2 separate regions of the Mus musculus genome follow, and region 1 is linked to region 2. Evidence: chromatin contacts called from public Hi-C data. All regions are on one chromosome and are shown on one strand. Each heading gives the region's core, a stretch centred on a gene start, on an enhancer-like site or on the middle of the called end of the contact. The rest is flanking DNA. Distances are from core to core; before and after follow the strand shown.

Region 1 (4,814 bases), core at 1,034-3,533, 66 kb after region 2:
CTAAGAGTAATTATAAATTCTAGTTCTACTATAAAAATTAAAGAAAAAAATTAGACAGCTTTCTGCCTAACTGTCTCATAGCTGAGGTCATTAAAATCTGGGGGCGACAGGGTTACTCAGCAACACAGCACTTGGCTAACACACTTGAATGCAAGGGCTCAATCCAGTGTTCAAACAAAATAATACTGATCATATGATAATCCTAAAGAGTGATTTTAAACCAATGACCACATAACCTCAGAGCAATAACTAACCCAGTCAGTATTTACTAAAAATCATAAATTTCCATTGATATAACAAAAGATTAAACTGTACCGAATTAAACAAAAGTGTTTAAATAAAACAAGAGAAGGACACCAATAAGGAAACTTCACTTCTATTCGAAGCAAAGGAAGCAACCTTAAGTGGGATGGCTCAGGGATTCATCCACAGAGGCCACAGCCAACGCCCATCCCAGAAGGAGCCCACACTCACACAGCAGAGGCAGGCTGACCTCTGAGTTCAAGACCACGGCTACAAAGTGAAACTCTGTTTCAAAAAACCAACCAACCAACCAACCAACAAACAAACAAACAAGGAGCCACAACAACAAAACCCACTACTGTGAGAAAGTACATCAATTCTAGTCATTGTTGATACTCCAACAGCCCCTCCTAAGTCCATACTCAAATAGAATACCCAGTGATAAATCATTTGGACCCCAATCTACTCTCTCTCTCCTAGTTAATTATTTAAAGTCTCATGGATTTCTCTTTTGAAGTTTGTAGTCGTGCAAGGGATAAGAGAAGGGCTAACAACCATTGTTTAATAGATTGGAAAATAGTAGCTAAAAGTAGCACTTTAAATGGTTTCAGCAAAACTTTTTTTAAAGAATTTTTTAATTTATTTTATATATATGAAGACTGCCACTGTCTTCAGACACTCCACAAGAGGGCGTCAGATCTCACTGAAGATGGCTGTGAGCCACCATGTGGTTGCTGGGAACTGAATTCAGGATCTCTGAAAGAACAGTCAGTGCTCTTAACTGCTGAGCCATCTCTCCAGGTCAGCAAAAATACTTTTCTAAAAATAAAATGTCAGGTAGACCAGTACAGTTAAAAAAAAAAAATCAAGGTACCTCCAGTGTAGTAGTATGGTTTTTGAGGCTAAAGGATCTAAAACCAAGGACCTGCCAATGGCCAATGGGTAAAAGTGCTGCAGCCACACCTGACAATCTGTGAAATCTCAAAGAGCAAAGAGAAGGCCAACTGAGTCTGGTTTCTTCACATGGGCAGAGTGCACACCCACACACATGCAAACATACAGACAAGCTGGAAGAGCAATGAGTTTCTTTTCTTTCTTTAATTTATTTATTAGTGTTCTGCCTGCATGTACACCTACCTGCCAGAAGAGGGAATCAGATCCCAGTATAGGTGGTTGTGAGTCAGTATGTAGTTGCTGGAAATGGAACTCAGGACCTTTAAAAGAGCAGCCAGTATTCTTAATCTCTGAGCCATCTTGCCATCACAGAAATTAATTTCTCAGAGGATGGTGTGCTATTTTCTCTACTGAGCTAATTTAAGCAAAAATAGGATACTGTAATTGGAGTCTTGAAAAACCATAAACAAAGAGATGAATATTAAATCTATACAACTAAAATGCATTCTAATATTTGACTGGTCAGAGTAGAATATTAAATATATGTATAATATAAAATAAAATATACATATTATATGTAACATATAATATACAACATTATACAAGTAAAATCTCTCATCCACTACTAAGTAATTAATGAGGCTCTGCATATCTTCCCATTTCAGAGGAGACTGGGTAAATTCAGTCATAGGGCCATAGAAAACTAGATGTTAAAATTTGTTAGACTGTGTTACAGGTTGTAGATAGGAGCTAGAAAACCAAGAACTAAGCAAGCGTGTAACATGCAGAGCCAGAAATCCTTTGACACAAGTAGCTGGTAAAATATATATAAAACGATATTTGACAACACAAAACTAAAACTGCATGAAATCTATAACATGATAATTCCACTTACAGATACTTCAGCAAGGAAAGTTCTGAAATATGGATATAAGGAATCATATGTAAAAAATGAAATTGCAAGCTGGAGGCAGAGTGGAAAAGCTGGAAATCTTGTGAACGAATAAATCAAAAGTATTAGGACATGTTTTTATTATGAAATAGCACTCAGCAGTTAAAAAGAATTGAGCTTGATATTCCTCCTATGCCAACCCAGCTTTAGAGCTGTCAGGGTCGGAATGACTTGCATTTCTGTTTATCTTGTAATTTAGGGCAGGGTTCATCTACAGCTGACAGTAAAACAATCCCAAAGAGGGAAACAGTGGACATGTGTTAGCTTTATCAGTGATGAGACTCTCTGCAGGAGGCAGAAAGCTATACAAATCACAGGTTATGAAAAAAGTCTCAACTTGAATGAGGAAGTGAAATACTTTCTGGTTCTCAGATGTGAAGAGAAAGTAGGAAGAGCTGACCAGTCCTGCCAGCAAGGCCTGGAACAACAGCTAAGCTACTCTAAGGGTGGGACAGGAAAACTTCTGACTTCAAGGACTTCCAGGACAACACAGGGATAGCAAGGCCAGACTGGGCAATTTAGTGAGATTACTAAATAAAAAGCTAAGATAAGGCCAGAGGATAGCTCAGTGATAGACTGCTTGCCTCTTTTGAGGCCCTGGGTTCAAGTCATAGAACAGCAAATTTTAAAGGCATTTTCTTTTTAAAATAACAGTGCTTGCAAGAAAATGTCAAGATGATACAACGATGACCCATATATCAGCCAGTGTTTCCCTAGTGACTTGCCTTGTATATGCTGACTGCATGACAAAACAAAAAAGGCAGTTACAGATATGTTTTCAGCTGTAACCAACACTACCAGAAAAGCCTCTCATGGTCCTCTTTAAAGTCACACTCAAGTCCTTTCCTCTGCCACCTCTAACCCCTAATAACCACCATTGTTTTCTGGCTTATATATAGTATTGCTCTTTTGATACAGGACAGAAATGGAGTCATAACCCTGCCCCCTTACTTGGTTTTTTGAGACAGGACTTCTTCATGCAGCCCTGGCTGTCCGGAAACTCCCTCTATGGACCAGGGTGTCCTTGTACTCAGAGATCCACCTGCCTCTGCCCTGAGTGCTGGGATTAAAACAGGCACCATCAACTCCAGGTTACAATAGCCTTTTATGGTTGGAGTATTTCCTTTAGTCAAATACATGTGACAAGGATCCAAATGGTTGTATGCATCAATACTTACTGGCTATTTATTGTTTAGTATTTCATGGTAGGAATATACCATATTATGCTTATTCATGTGTTACAAACCTTTTAGGGTGTTTCTGTTTGGGTGTACTATAAAGATACTATGGACATGTTCAGGTTCCTATATGTACATAAGCTTTTGTATTTTGTGAGATTAATGCCCAGAAATGTGACTGCTCTTTGTGTGTGTGTGTGTGTGTGTGTGAGAGAGAGAGAGAGAGAGAGAGACAGACAGACAGACAGACACACAGACACACAGAGAGACATAGATAGACAGACAGACAGATAGACAGAGTCAGAAGAACTACCCAATTTGTTTTTCAGAAAAGTTGTATCATTTTACTTTCCTACCAGTAATGCATTTAGAATCCAGTCTCTCAACATTCTGGTCAGGATGTGCTACTGTCACTAACACTTTACAACCATTTTCTTTATTTGCCTGTGTGCTGACCACGTGACCATGTGTGGTAGACGTGCATGTGTACACTGGAGTGGTGTGTAAAGAGGCCAGAAGAGGATGTCTGGTGCCCTGTACCCCCTGGCCTTCCAATACTGTATTCACGACTGGGGTTACAGGCTGGGCAGGACCACACATGGCATTAAACATGGGTTTGAAGGATTTAAGCTAAAGCCCTCACGCTTGCACAGCAAATGCTTGTGCCCTGAGCCATCTTCCCAAACCCTAATTTTTGTTCTCATTAATGAAGAATGAAATGTCACTTTGGGCTTTTCCTAGTGCCCAGGGAAACGAATCATTTCTTTGTAATCTCAGAATGTATCCACAAAGTAACACAGTATTTTATGTCTTTTCTCCGTTTTTTAATTAGACAGTTAATATTCTCAGTACTGACTTGTGTCCTTCTTTTATAGCCTAGATATTCAAATACGTCATCAAACACCTCCTCACTGCACCCCATTATCACCTTTTAAAACCAATTCCTATTATTTTTTTAGCTCGCTGGTCAGATTGCTGCTGTCGTTCATCATCTGCATGCTACAGCACCACGGCAGGGCACAGGGAGCCCACCATTGGCCACACTCCTAAAGAAAACACTCTCCTTTCAGCAGTAGCTAGCTAGCGACTGCCAATAACCCTCAGCTAGGAGCAGGGACTTGGGAACCCCTCCCCACTCCATGCTGGACCTTTTATCATTGTGATAGGATCTTCTGCAAAGTGAATGTCTTCACCTTTGATGAGACCCTATTTACTGAGTGGTTCCCTATAGAGCTAACATATTTTTGTGTGAATCATAAATGAGAATTCATACTCAAGTTTGGGCTCCTTAATTTTCCAGTTTTCCTTTCAAAACTTCAGTTATATATCTTTTAAACATTTTTCTGAGGCTTTTAAAAAATGGTCTATTTATTTTTATTTTATGTGCACTGGTGTTATGTGCATGTATGTCTATGAGAGGGAATCAGGTCCTAGAATTACAGTTTGCTGTGAACTGCCATGTGAGTGATAGGAATTGAACCCAGATTCTCTGGAAGAGCAGTCACCCCCTCAACTGCTGAGCCATCTTCCCAACTCTATCCATTTTA
Region 2 (4,538 bases), core at 816-3,315:
TGTTGGAGGGTGGCCAATATGCAACACTATGAACGCAGTAAATTCAACTGAATAATTCACTAGCATTAACCTGAGTGGCTATCATAGACGTTAAACAGACATGTTTAGAAAACAAATCACTTGTAAGCATTGTCTGTTTAGAAACACTCAGGGCTAGCTACAACACTGCAACTTCTAAACACTCTTGTAACAATACTTAGAGTCCACAGAGATCCTGATCATTTAAAAGGAAAACACAGTAGTAGGGGAATGGTTTGGATAAACTAAACTCTAGTTCTGCCTAAGAGATAATGACATACCAAGGAAAGAGCTGTAGGACTCGGTTCAGATCCTGGGTAATTCACATCAGTATTTCCTAACACAAGCATTTAACGGTGGTTGCAAAATCAGGAGACTTGAGATATGAAAGGATTGTTATAAGGATCAAGAAAGATGATATAGAAGCAACTATCACAAGGCTGGAAAAATGTTCTTAAAACCAGACTGCTGCAAAGAGGTGTGGGGACAGGTTTCTGGTCCTTCACTCCTGTAGATGTCAGTACCTTTCTCAGGACCATTTCGACTGCTCTTCCCAGAAGTCCTCGAATGGAATGACGAATCGTGATTCTGGGCTGGAGGAGCAAACAGTGGTGGAATTCCCAGTAATGGTGGAAAGAAGGGCGTTCCAGCACGAGAGTGGCCATCTGTGGTTCGCCACCACTCTGCACCTCAAAACCAAGCAGAGCAACAGGAAGGACTGAGTGAGCTGCACAAGTCAGACAGTGGCTATTTGTTGCATTTTATTGCAGAAACAATGTTTCAAGTTTCTGCCAAGCTAGAACTGCTCAAGTCACATAGCTCTGAGAATCTTTTCACTGTAAACCTGTAATTTGATTTGTATAATCATCTCCCTTATTATTAGGCCATGATTGAAGAACCTTCCCTTAACTGTTTTCTAGATTCAAGCCGAAAAGGATGTTTTTCACAATGTTAAAAAAAAAAAAAGCTAAAACTTAGAATATATATAAGAAGAACCATTTAACTTCATACATCTATTTATTAAATTAATAAGGAAAAGAATTAAGTCTGTATTTATCTAAGAATTTAGATTTGAAGTTCACATCTGCAGCCTCTTAAGATGTTCCTCCAGTTATATACAGTATCAATCTGGCTTTCACAAATCAGGGAGCAGGGGGGAAATTAATACTATCAGATAAGTCTAGCACATCTCAAATGTATTTTCGGATGAAGTAATTCTACAGCCGAACAAAAACAAACATGTAGAATTAAGTTCTCAAAGAGAATTTCCAAAACACTTAGTTTTTAGTTAAAAATCTAGTCTTACAAAGCTTCAAGCTTTAAAATTTATAAAGACAGCTTGTTTTCCTTTACATTCCTCATGAATTACAGATGATAGTGAATTTTTTATAGTACAAAATAACCAAAATGAAAAAAAAATCATGGAATGAAATTCAGATATTCAAACAGTAGTTCTTCATTAAAACTCTTATGGGGGAGAAAAGCCAATTTTTATAAAATGCATTTTTCAAGGAAGAGTGTAGATGAAAAAGAGATCTGAACCAGGCAGTGGTGGCAAAGGACTTGTCTCACAGGCAGGTGGATCTCCATGATACCAGCCTGGTCTGGAGGCTGAGTTCCGGGACAGCCAGGATTACATAGTGAAACCCTGTCTCAAAAGACAAAAAAAAAAAAAAAAAAAAAAAAAAAAGGGTGGGAGGGAGGAGGAATTTGGTAATCATCCAAAGAACAATCCTGAATTACCACATCCTGGAAACAATCTTCAACAGGCTAATCGGCTAAATTTCAAAGTTAGTTCTCATTCATACAAGTCTCCTAAACATATGGCATTATTTCTTTGACTGGAACAGACACAAGAACATTAGACAAAAACACCCACATCGTGTCAGGAGATTGTACTATAGCATCTTTAAATAAAGTTCTGGAACATGCCTTCATTATGTAAGGGTGAAACGTTCAAGGTCACTGGCATTCCCAGAGGTGTCATGAACAATGTAAGCAAAACACTGCAAAAGCCATTGCTGCAACTGCGGTCATTTAGTGTACGGTACCCTGAAAGCTAGGAACTTGAACCACAACAACTGTGTGAAAACTCCTGTCACTCAACCACTGTCTAGATGCATTTAGATGGGAAAAGAGGGTGTGTGTGTGTGTGTGTGTGTGTGTGTGTGTGTGTGTGTGTGTGTTGGGGGAGGGGAGTATCTACACAGCTCATTCCTATCTGCAGGCATAGGTTTGCAACTTAGTTTCCCCTTAGTTGCTAAAAACTGACTCTGGCTATAATGTATTGTTTACACTTCTAACCCATGTTTTAAGGCCGGACATAAGAATTGGTCAAAAACTTAAGTAGTTAGAGCACAGGTGTGATTGGTATAATCAAGCTCAGAAAAAAATTACAACGTACCTCAGAATGTCAATAGTAAATAGGTACACAGCAGGCATTAGAGAAAAATAATAGGGAAACTGTATGTCGGGAGAGGCCCGCTCAGAGACAAACATATACAATTGGTTAGATAAAGAAAAGGGCCATTTTTGAAGATAAATGTCTGATATTATTTCAAATGAAATTACAACTTTTCAGTGAAAAGTTACACAGATTTCAAATTGAGGAAAATCAGAAACACATTTTAGTCACACAATAACTTCCATACCAAATGGAAGATATTAAACAGGGGTAACATAAGTAGGTGCGAGGTGAACGTCCAAGCAAACTGAAAATCCCAAGAAATGCTGCAGCAGCCACAGCAACCGTTTCCAGGGAGGAGTGCTGACATTTCAGGCTATGCACCAAATCTCACTCTGATCCGCAGTGCATTTATCTCAGAGCCGCTTGGTTTGTTGCACCACGGCTTCACTATTTAGCCCAGGCTGGCATCAAACTTGTGATCTTCTGCCCTCCAGGGTTTACACTCACCTACCTGCATACCTGCCTCTGATACGGCAGAATTTTAAAATCACTCATATATAAAAGCCTGATACAACCCAACACTTCACAGACTATAGCATTAAAATGTAAACACAAGGAATTTCAAATATTTTAAAATGAATTTCATAAAATATTATTTCAATATATAAAAATTAGATTATAGTAATATCCTATATAAGTTTACATTTGTTCTTTGAAATGAAAAATACCTTAGATATATGTATCTTCATAAAAAAAACTATACCTTACTTAAAATTGCTAATAGTATCTATCTTCTTGTGACTTCCTCGTATTTATGGGGAGACTTTTTTCCTGAAGTGTTTACCATTATGAATTATAATTTATATATTTAAGTTACTGTATCAAAGTGTAATTTAAAAGTAGGTTCTCTAAAATCAACCATAATCTCAGCCCATTTTTCAAAGAAGTGTATACACATACACATATGCCTCTGTTTTGTAATTATCTACCCTTCAGCAATCCATAAAATAGAGTGCTGGTGTGTTTCTCCAGAAATTGTTGGTAAATATGTAGGATCAAGAAGCATGTTGCTTCTTTATGTCAGATGTTCTTAAAATACTTTTCACTTATTTGTTGTATATGTGTATGTATACATTCATTCACACATATGTGCATGTACAGGTCAGAGGGCAACTAGAGGGCATAGGTTATCTCTTCGTACCACATGGGTCCCATGAATTGAACTCAGGTCAAAAGGCTTGCAGCAAGCTTTCCCACTGAGCTGTCTTGCTGGCCCTAGGTTGGTTTTTATATTTTGGAAGTACCATCGCATACAAGTTATTTCTTAATACTCATTTGATCACTTTCCAATAATCGGGTTTAATACAGTATTTTAATATAATTTATAAATGTTCAAAAGCAGTACTATAATAAACTATCACAAGACAATAAAAGTACTGAAGGTATCAGTAACTCCATAATTACTGTTAACTATTTAGATTTTATTTCAAGCTCTTTGGTTTCAGGAGGTGGCTGTTGATACTGAATAACCATGTTAGAAACAGAACAAGCCAGGTATGGTGGTGCTCAGGAGGCAGAAGAAAAGGCAGGGAGAGCTGCGTAAGTTTGAAGCCAGCCTGGTCTATATAGAAGAGCTCTAGGGTCTATATAGTGAGAAAAAGTTCAGTTCCTATTAATATATTAAGGAAATGTTATTAAGATTTGGTCAAGACTCTGTCCACTCACAAATCTTCTCCACCATCCCCTCTCTTCAAGGCAATAAAATTAAAGAAATAACATGCGTCCAGAGATAATACTTGAAATCCACAAGTAACCACTTCTATATTCTCTCTATAGTTTCAAAAGATACTTGGGTTTTTAAAAAAGAAGCAGTAGATACCTTGTCAGCCATTAAAGAGGAAAAAATATTGAGTTAGCGATCTGGACTAACGCGTGCCAGACACTGTAGACATCTCTACACACGGTGTCTACTCCAGTCTTTAGGTGGCCCTGGAAAGTGGGCAAGGTTTCAAGTTTACAGGTTTGAATACCCAAGGCTGAGAGGTCAGAGATTTGTCCAAGGCCAGATTTAAATCCAAGTTCTAGCAATTTAAACACTGTCCTAGTAAAACAC

What was found. A called contact is a pair of places that touch in the nucleus more often than the background predicts.
Region 1: a Hi-C map of liver shows a contact between it and region 2, with 2.9 times the contacts expected there. The contact joins two enhancer-like sites. A contact is called at or near these places in 4 of 484 Hi-C or Micro-C datasets (embryonic fibroblasts, liver, nephron progenitors and 1 more) and 4 of 115 datasets of contacts at active chromatin or transcription factors (double positive thymocytes, embryonic stem cells, heart atrium and 1 more).

Annotation. Positions count from the first base shown.
Region 1 is chr2:60,043,793-60,048,606 of GRCm38.p6, forward strand. All of the region lies in intron 2 of Baz2b (bromodomain adjacent to zinc finger domain, 2B), which reads right to left. Among named protein-coding and RNA genes, the nearest start is that of Gm13572, 9.1 kb to the left of the region's middle. Within about 2 kb of position 2,284, at least 70 of the 459 cell types and tissues checked have an H3K27ac peak or open chromatin away from gene starts, as enhancers often do. A contact at or near this core is called in liver, where this site is marked.
Region 2 is chr2:59,978,001-59,982,538 of GRCm38.p6, forward strand. Baz2b (bromodomain adjacent to zinc finger domain, 2B) reads right to left here. Exons shown (of 36, transcript NM_001001182.3): 5 at 543-707. Among named protein-coding and RNA genes, the nearest start is that of Gm13572, 57 kb to the right of the region's middle. Within about 2 kb of position 2,066, at least 18 of the 459 cell types and tissues checked have an H3K27ac peak or open chromatin away from gene starts, as enhancers often do. A contact at or near this core is called in liver, where this site is marked.